Regions from separate parts of the Salmo salar genome. Here region 1 is linked to region 2. The links are chromatin contacts, called in public Hi-C maps. All regions are on one chromosome and are shown on one strand. Each heading gives the region's core, a stretch centred on a gene start, on an enhancer-like site or on the middle of the called end of the contact. The rest is flanking DNA. Distances are from core to core; before and after follow the strand shown.

Evidence for each region. A called contact is a pair of places that touch in the nucleus more often than the background predicts.
Region 1: a contact with region 2 is called in a Hi-C map of muscle, with 5 times the contacts expected there. The contact joins the promoter of LOC106562299 here to the enhancer-like site in region 2. A contact is called at or near these places in 2 of 3 Hi-C or Micro-C datasets (gill and muscle).

The regions. Positions count from the first base shown.
Region 1 is chrssa11:23,317,763-23,322,891 of Ssal_v3.1, reverse strand. It overlaps LOC106562299 (transcription factor Maf), which reads left to right and starts at 3,472. Exons shown (of 3, transcript XM_045689190.1): 1 at 3,472-4,898. The coding sequence starts at 3,931.
Region 2 is chrssa11:23,244,747-23,249,616 of Ssal_v3.1, reverse strand. All of the region lies in intron 2 of LOC106562299 (transcription factor Maf), which reads left to right. Among protein-coding and RNA genes, the nearest start is that of LOC123725242, 24 kb to the right of the region's middle. Within about 2 kb of position 3,141, at least 2 of the 13 cell types and tissues checked have an H3K27ac peak or open chromatin away from gene starts, as enhancers often do. A contact at or near this core is called in muscle, where this site is marked.

The DNA.
Region 1 (5,129 bases), core at 2,223-4,722, 73 kb before region 2:
TATTGCCAAAGTCTGTGTGATAGGGCCTTGTGTGTGATTGTGTTTGTAGATCATTGGTCTTTCACTTGAGTGTTGTCATTGTCAGGTGACTAAACTTAATCAGGGATGGCATTTGAATGACTTTAAACGCATCTCCACTCATCAAACTGGTTATTGTACAATGAGCTTTCTCATACATTGGAAGCACTCCCACACTGAGTTTAGACAAAGACTACATTAGTGAATATGGAGACGAGAGGGATAGAGAAAGATAGAGCGAGAAAGCAAGAGAAAGAGAGAGAGAGAGAGAGAGAGAGAGAGAGAGAGAGAGAGAGAGAGAGGAGGGAACAAGGGGGTGTGCGATGAGGGTGACACCTAGGAAGCTCTATTGTGTTACATCATCGAAGGACACATGCAGGGGGCAGAAAGCAGTGGTGGAAAAAGTACCCAAGTAAAAAATAAAACAAATACCTTTATAGAAAATGACTCAAGTAAAAGTGAAAGTCCCCCAGTAAAATACTACCTGTGTAAAAGTCTACAAGTATTCGTTTTTTTATATATCAAAAGTCAATGTAATTGCAAAAATATACTTAAGTATAAAAAGTAAATGTATAAATCATTTCACATTCCTTATATTTTAAGCAAACCATAGGGTAGATTGTTATTGTTATTTTAAATTGTGGATAACCAGTGTTAAGTGCGTGAATTGGACCATTTTCCTGTCCTGCTAAGCATTCAAAATGTATCGATAACTTTTGGGTGTCAGGGAAAATGTATGGAGTAAAAAGTACATAATTTGATTTAGGAATGTAGTGAAGTAAAATCAGTTAGGTGAAGGGGAAATGAAAGAGAAAATCTGACCTGAAGTTTGGAACGGAAGTTGGGAAGCGTTGAACTCGCTGAACGGTTATAAAAACATCAGGCTGATTGGCACGATCCTCTTTCTCATAGATTGGCGGCTGGGATGTGAGTTATTTGGCATAGCATTACATTGTGTGTACCCGGGAAGCTAATGATACTCAGTCCTAGGGATGAGATCATAGTCTTGGAGTTGGAGAAGAGACAGAGAGACTATGGTTATAGGCTTTTGTCACAGGGATGAAACGGCTATTTGTCAACGCCGTGTCAAAAGCTGAGACAAAGCTTCCCTCCAAATAGTCCGAGGTATGAAGCCCGTGGTGGATCTTACATGATCACTTTATCAATGGACATGATTTACCGGCACGCGTAATTAAATATTGTATCATTGTCACATTTTACGCCAATTCCCTAAAACCAGACTTTTGACCTATAATTTATGACATTTGCGCACCACGCTGTGTTTATGCCTCTAATGTAGGCGAGTGAGGCTTCGCTTGCAGACTAAATGCAAAATACATACACCTAGACATTAGGGTAGCAAGTCTCCATAGTTGATGTTAGGTGCTGCGAATTACTCTATACGTTTAGCCAACTTTACAGGCTTGCATTTGTTGGTTGGCCTATGAGTAGCCCAAACTGTATAGGTAAACACACAACAAACCTGTGGCAGTAGCCTAAGTAAGCAGGCTGCGCTTTAGACCGGGAAACTCTGGTCAAACATAACTTGGTTGGTGAAAACAAAGTCCCTCCTATTGCTGTCAAATAGCCAATGTTATGCTGTGTTCATAACCAAATGGGAAGGTGGTAACTACAATTGTGAAGTCGTAAATATGAGTTAGGTGCATTCCTGTTTTGATGAGCCATACATCAAACACGGAGGTCAAGAGGCTTGTGATTGTTTTGCAATGTTTTGCACATAAAAAGTACATCTAGAGCTGATTTCACTTTCTAAATCAAAATGAAGATGCCACCATGCTTGCGATTTTTTGTTTTGTTTTACAAGTGACGTCAGAGAGGTGCAAGTGGGAAACTTGGAGCACGCGGATGATACGCCTATACGATGTTGACTCTAGTAATTACCAGTCAGTTGGAGGGGCGTTGAAGGGATTTTTCCCAGTCGTATGCTGGTATTTACGAAATTATGAAAAGTCGTGAACGGAGCATTATATCACTGATTAGACTGACTAAATGAGGGTAGGGTGTGAGCATTGTTAAGATAGTTGTAGGGAGGTAATTTGGCTGGGTAGTGTCGTATAAAACTACATGTTTAAACTGGCGCGCGCGGCTTTGGTTCGTCTGTGCAATAGACTTCAACAAGTGAGTTGGGCATGACATGCAGTCCATTAAAACTAGTGGAAATGTCTGACCTCTGAACTGTCGAGATAAAGTGCAATGTACAGTAGAGTGGTTTAATGTATTACTTTGGAGCAGGGCCCGCGGAATCACTGCTTTAGATAAAGTTTATTTTTATATATAGCACTGTAGTGCACGTAGGCTAATCTCCGCCTGGTTGGAACACATTGTTCATTACTGAATGACTCCCATGTAACCACTGCTTAATAGCAGCCTATATGAGGGGATGATGATTTGATAGGACCACGTAGGAAGTACATGTTTACTTGTCTTATGTAACGAATGTTCTACACAATCTAGTGTATACGGCTGATGGAGTGGGGAATGTTGTAGCCTATATTTTCTCCCCCCAAAATAACTTTAAATTGACACGTGATTCATGAGGAATATGCCCGAAATATGCACCATATGCACCCCATTTGGCTGTTCCCCTGCCAATGTATCCATACTGTCGTTCTAAAAACAAATGTTTCTTTCAGATGAAGCAGTTTATTTTGGAGAACGGTGCTTCGATGTCCCCAAAAGGTGGCACTGTTGAGTTTTAGAACGGCAGATGTATGTCTGCTCTCCACAAATCCTTTGTAATTTTATTTCATAGAACTTCAGCACAGAATCATATGTATTCCTGTATTCTGTCACATATCAATACTTTATGAGCCAACGCTGTTCATGTAACTAAGATGATTGTAAAGCATGCTTATGCATTTTGCTTAGGCTACTGGTAAATTTGACCACTTCGAATTTCAAGTAACACGAACTGTGAAAACGTGTGCATAACCATTCCCCCAATATTTGCACATTATAAATCATGAATACTATGTTTTGATACTTTTGAAACTAATATAAATCCTACCACCATACAACATCGTTATTACGCATTTATTTTATGACAGCAACCAATAATATATATTATTGCTTCAATAACTTCATAATTTGCATATTGTAAATTACATTTGTGTATTAAAATGTTACCAGTACCACTTGCAACAACACTAAATCAAACCATAATGTGCACTCAGCCTACTGTCCTTTCCCCACCATGAGCACAGTGAGATATTTTCATGGTTATTTGTTTATCCAAATGGTAGAATAAATGTCCATTAAAAGAATATACCTAAAATGGAGAGGCGAAAGAGTTGAGGTTGAGTTGCAGCTGACAGTCAGCTGATAGCCTTTGACAGTTGAGAAAAGTTTTGTTTCTGTGCTAATATGTTAATTAGCCCATAGATTGTGCGAGCCCATTGGCTCTTCGTCCAAGTCAATTTCCCATTTCCAATCTGACGTCAGGGCTGCTATAAAACTCTGCAATGCTTTTAAACTCATCTGCTGTGTGATCCTTCTAAAAAATCGCCTACAAGTGAAAGGCATTTCACGTGCGAGGCTACATTTACCCCTCTCCTTCGACATTTCACCCTCTCCGCTTTACGCAATGTAGGCCTATCCATGAAGAAACAGTAAAGTGTTAAATGTTAAAAATACCAATTCGCCGAATTTCTCATGCTGAAAGAGGACTCCGCAACTCGCGAGCTCGGCTCTGGTGCGTCTGTGCAGTAGACTCTGAAAAGAAAACTATTAATTTACAGCTGGGAACTCGTCGCTGCAAAAAGGACATTGAAAACCTATTTTTTCACTTTAAGACAAATACGCTTAAAAAGCAAACTGGCTCACGTTCTTCCAAACCAACTCAGTTTGACAGCTGCTCTTCACCCCCTTTGGAGGACTGTCGGCAGCAAGAGGATGGCATCAGAACTGGCAATGAGCAACTCCGACCTGCCCACCAGTCCCCTGGCCATGGAATATGTTAATGACTTCGATCTGATGAAGTTTGAAGTGAAAAAGGAGCCGGTGGAGCCCGATCGCAACATCAGCCAGTGCAGCCGCCTTATTGCCGGGGGATCCTTGTCTTCCACCCCGATGAGCACGCCTTGCAGCTCGGTGCCCCCTTCTCCAAGCTTCTCGTCGCCCAGTCCGGGGTCGGGGAGCGAACAGAAGGCACACTTGGAGGATTTCTACTGGATGTCCGGTTATCAACCGCAGTTGAATCCGGAGGCGCTGGGCTTCAGCCCCGAAGACGCAGTTGAGGCGCTGATCAACAGCAGTCACCAGCTCCAGTCCTTCGATGGCTATGCTAGAGGGCAGCAGTTTGCCGGCGGAGCCGGAGGAGGAGGCACCATGGGCGGGGAAGAGATGGGCTCTGCCGCGGCGGTGGTGTCCGCAGTTATCGCCGCCGCAGCAGCCCAGAACGGGGGTCCCCACCACCACCATCACCACCACAACGGTGGCCACCATCACCAATCACCCGGTGTCTCGTCCAACGGCAGCTCCGGAGGAAACCACCCACACATGGGACATTTGGACGACCGGTTTTCGGACGACCAGCTGGTGGGCATGTCGGTGCGGGAGCTCAACCGGCAGCTACGGGGAGTCAGCAAGGAAGAAGTGATCCGGCTGAAACAGAAGAGAAGGACCCTAAAGAACAGAGGCTATGCGCAGTCCTGCCGCTACAAGCGGGTGCAGCAGCGGCACGTCCTGGAGGGCGAGAAGACGCAGCTCGTCCAGCAAGTCGACCACCTCAAGGCGGAGATCTCCAGGCTGGCCCGGGAGAGGGACGCATACAAAGAAAAATATGAGAAGCTCATCAGCAACGGCTTCAGAGAAAATGGATCCAGCAGTGACAACAACCCTTCCTCCCCGGAGTTTTTCATGTGAGTCTCGACATTATCATGAAAACAGAGTTTGTCAGTTCCCTCATTAAAAAGTTTTCATTGTGATTTTTTTGTAATGGGGCATACTAGACGAAGAAAACTAATTAGCCAACTTTTTTTTTCGGTTTTAATTTTTTTGACAACAGGGGTTTGCTCAAGTCTGTCAAATAACGGTTTTGAGTTTTGGGGCTTGCAATAGAAAGATGGAACTTTGTCATAATTGTCCTTCAT
Region 2 (4,870 bases), core at 1,892-4,391:
AGAATAAATAAGAAGAACTAAATAAATGATCAGTGATTGTTTGGCTCTAAGTGCAGTTAGCTCAGCTTCCTGATTTAGTCGAAGCCTTCAGCCATCCCTCAGCGGAGGACTGGTCTTAGCGGAAGAGAATCGGCTAAAAAGACCCATTTGTCTTTATACCTTCAATATTCGATGAGAGACGTTAATTGCACCGCGCTGAAAGAAAAGGAGGGAGGAGGGGAGGGAAGGATAAAGGGAGGGATATACTGGCTAATGGTCCGTAGGGGGAAAAGAAAGGAGGGAGAAAAGAAAAGAGGATTTATATTAGAAAGTTAGAGCATATCCTCAGGAGGTTCCTTTCTCCTCCCCCCGTGTGTGTTTTTCTTTTACCTGTGTGCGTCTCTAAGCGCTAATGCTCATTAGCCAGTCTGTGTGATGATAGCTCAGGATCACTGGTAGCGGCAGCTAGCGACCATCACCGCGAGCACTCTGGCTAAGGAGAGAGGCTTCCAACGGTTACGCACCACTCTGCTCTTGTCAGCCAGAATCGAGCGCTCTCCTTAATTCAGTCTTTCTTGGGGTTTTTTGGTGGGGGGTTTTACCTCAAAAGTTTGTTGGAAAGATATCTACGAATGAAGTCGCTCAAGGTGCACCGCTTTTCATTTTTAAGAGGAATTTAGGGGCTGCATATGCATTAGAAAAGTCTTTGTGTGGAGAAAGTGCCAGCGCAGCACTTCACTTTGCCTTCTTCCCATCCTTCCTCTTCTACTCTCTTCTTTCTCTTTAATCTAGGGCTTAGTCCTGATATCTCACTCCGTGATTATCATATCTCCTGGTCCTCACTGATCTGGAAACAGTGGATAAGCATTATCAATTTGGCCTAAACTCTCTCTAAAACTTCTGCAGTCATTCCACCTGTCCAATCAGTTAGGGCAAGGACATTGGACATACAGTGCCTTGCAAAAGTATTCACCCCCCTTGGCGTTTTTCCTATTTTGTTGCATTACACAAAATAGTCCAAATTGGTGAAATGGGAAAAAAAACTTGTTTAAAAAAATTATATATTTTTTTTTTATGGAAAAGTGGTGCGTGCATATGTATTCACCCCCTTTGCTATGAAGCCCCTAAATTAGATCTGCTGTAACCAATTACCTTCAGAAGTCACATAGTTAGATTGAACACAGGTGGACTTTTTAACTAAGTGTCACATGATCGAAGGTATTTATACACCTGTTCTGAAAGGCCCCTGAGTCTGCAACACCACTAAGCAAGGGGCACCACCAAGCAAGCGGCACCATGGCGCCAAACAGGTCAGGGACAAAGTTCTGGAGAAGTACAGATCAGGGTTGGGTTATAAAAAAATATCCGAAACTTTGAAAATCCAACTGAGCACCATTTAAATCCATTATTAAAAAAATGTAAAGAATATTGCACCACAACAAACCTGCCAACAGAGGGCCGCCCACCAAAACTCACGGACCAGGCAAGGAGGGTATTAATCAGAGAGGCAACAAAGAGACCAAAGATAATCCTGAAGGAGCTGCAAAGCTCCACAGCGGAGATTGGAGTATCTGTCCATAGGACCACTTTAAGCCGTATACTCCACAGAGCTGGGCTTTACAGAAGAGTGGCCAGAAAAAAATAAGCAAACATGTTTGGTGTTCGCCAAAAGGCATGTGGGAGACTCCCCAAACATATAGAAGAAGTTACTCTGGTCAGATGAGACTAAAATGTAGCTTTTTGGCAATCAAGGAAAACACTATGTCTGGCGCAAACCCAACACATCACCCCGAGAACACCATGCCCACAGTGGAGCATGGTGGTGGCAGCGTCATGCTGTGGGGATGTTTTTCATCGGCAGGGACTGGGAAACTGGTCAGAATTGAAGGAATTGGATGCCGCTAAATACAGGGAAATTCTTTTTTGTTTTACCCCTTTTTTCTCCCCAGTTTCATGGTATCCAATTGGTAGTAGTTACAGTCTTGTCTCATCACTGCAACTCCCGTACGGACTCGGAAGAGGCGAAGGTCGAGAGCATGCGTCCTCCGAAACACAACCCAACCCAACCCAACCTAGCCACACTGCTTCTTGACACAATGCACATCCAACCTGGAAGCCAGCCACACCAATGTGTCGGAGGAAACAGCGTACACCTGGCAACCTGGTCAGCGTACACTGCGCCCGGCCTGCCACAGGAGTCACTAGTACGCAATGAGACAAGGATATCCCGGCCGGCCAAACCCTCCCTAACCCGGACAACGCTGGGCCAATTGTGCATCGCCCCATGGACCTCCCAGTCGCGGCCGGCTGTGACAGAGCCTGGGCTCAAACCCAGGATCTCTGGTGGCACAGCTAGCACTGCGATGCAGTGCCTTAGACCACTGCGCCACCCGGGAGGCCAATACAGGGAAATTCTTGAGGGAAACCTTTTGCAGTCTTCCAGAGATTTGAGACTGGCTGGCTTCCAGCAGGGCAATGTCCCTAAGCATACTGCTAAAGCAACACTTGAGTGGTTTAAGGGGAAACATTTAAATGTCTTGGAATGGCCTAGTCAATGCCCAGAACTCAATCCAATTGAGAATCTGTGGTATGACTTAAAGATTGCTGTACACCAGCGGAACCCATCCAACTTGAAGGAGCTGGAGCAGTTTTGCCTTGAAGAATGGGCAAAGATCCCAGTGGCTAGATGTGCCAAGCTGATAGAGACATATCCCAAGAAACTTGCAGCTGTAATTGCTGCAAAAGGTGGCTCCACAAAGTATTGACTTTGGGGGGGTGAATAGTTATGCACGTTCAAGTTTTCAGTTTTTTTGTCTTATTTCTTGTTTGTTTCACAATAAAAAATATTTTGCATCTTCAAAGTGATAGGCATGTTGTGTAAATCAAGTGATACAAACCCCCCCAAAATATATTTTAATTCCAGGTTGTAAGACAACAAAATAGGAAAAATGTCAAGGTAGGTGAATACTTTCCCAAGCCACTGTATTAGACAAAGGGACAACATTCAGATATTCCGCTTCACCCAAGCGTTTTCAATTATGAAGCCCTCAGGTCCTCACAGTGCTGCAAAGGTTGTGTGCAGTCGCACTTACCGACAACACAGGGCAGTGTATCTGATCCCTCCACCCTAAGGCCACAGGGCAGGCATTTGCCTTCTGTCAGCTCAACTCCACACCCACACCAACCCTACAATCAACCTTTCACTGTCCGCCCATCTACAGCATACTACTGGTCATAAGCTATCTTCATAAATCATGTGTAGTACAGACTAAAGCTATAAAGATGGGGTCCTTACCACTAAGGGAACAGCTTTACCTGTGTTTAGCTTTGAGCTGTGTGTGTGTGTGTGTGTGTGTGTGTGTGTGTGTGTGTGTGTGTGTGTGTGTGTGTGTGTGTGTGTGTGTGTGTGTGTGTGTGTGTGTGTGTGTGTGTGTGTGTGTGAATGCTTGTGGTTTGGTCAAATTTGATAATTTTTTATTTTACATATGCATGCAATAGCGATATTCATAAATACACAATCACACAAAGACATTCCCTTTTGATATATGCATGAGTGTGTCCATGTCTGCTTGCAACCAGCATTCGATATCCCATTGCCTCTCGATGTGTGTGTTTGAGTCTTTTTATTAAGGTGTGTGCGGATTTGTGTGTGTGTGTGTGTGTGTGTGTGTGTGTGTGTGTGTGTGTGTGTGTGTGTGTGTGTGTGTGTGTGTGTGTGTGTGTGTGTGTGTGTGTGTGTGTGTGTGCATGTGAGTGTGATTATGTGTGTGTTTGTGTATGTGAGTGTGTGCTCACTGCTGCTCCGGTTTTGTCTTTGGGGATCATTTACAACTCTCAACATTTTTATAACAGCCCATTTGGTGCTATTTATATTGATCACACAGGCTGCCAAGCACAAGTACTGGCTCTCAATACAGGCTTCTCCTGAGTCACACCATTTCTCTGCCCTCGGACCAGCTCTGTTTTTGTTACTCACTCTCTCTCTCTCTCTCTCTCTCTCTCTCTCTCTCTCTCTCTCTAAAACAACTCTCTCTCTCTCTCTCTCTCTCTCTCTCTCTCTCTCTCTAAAACAACTCTCTCTCTCTCTCTCTCTCTCTCTCTCTAAAACAACTCTCTCTCTCTCTCTCTCTCTCTCTCTCTCTCTCTCTCTCTCTCTCTCTCTCTCTCTCTCTCTCTCTCTCTCTCTCTCTCTCTCTCTAAAACAACTATCTTCCTCTCTGTTGCTTACAGCCCAATATACACGGCTACATTGCATCACCTCTCTCATAAACATAGTGTGTCTCCAATGGTCTCAATGACCCTGTATGTTTGTCTCGAAAGGGGAAAGGAGAACCCTACACTTCACAGATGGCAGAAGGATTGTGTTGTGGCTTGCTGAGACAATTTGTCATAGATCAAGCTTCGTCTTCGTTGGGGACAGAGGCATGCATGTAGGCTGTTGCACTGTATATCACTCAGCCCTGTATCATGTTCACTAGAGGTGCTGTATGTCTGTGCCTCAGTCTGCCAGTGGCATGTCCCCATGTGTTTCACTCCTTCTCTTTTTTATCTCCTTCGTTCTCTTTCTCTCGCTCTCTCTTGTTCTTTCTCTCTCTCTTGCTCTCTCTCTTGCTCTCTCTCTTGCTCTCTCTCTTCTGAAGGGCATATAATTAAATGTTCCACATCCATGTCCCTGCTGACATTCATTCTGGGTCTAAGTGTGGATAAGATGTACGACATCAAAAGCTCCTTTTTATTATCCTTAATTGAATTATATGTTCACACTGTTGATTGAGTCTCACTCAAATTTAACTGCAGCTATGATTGTAAGTTGTGAAAAAAATGGATATGTCTTTATTTGTCCGGGGTCCATATGCTGTATGAAGTGTCAATTTGAATGGCAGGAATGTGT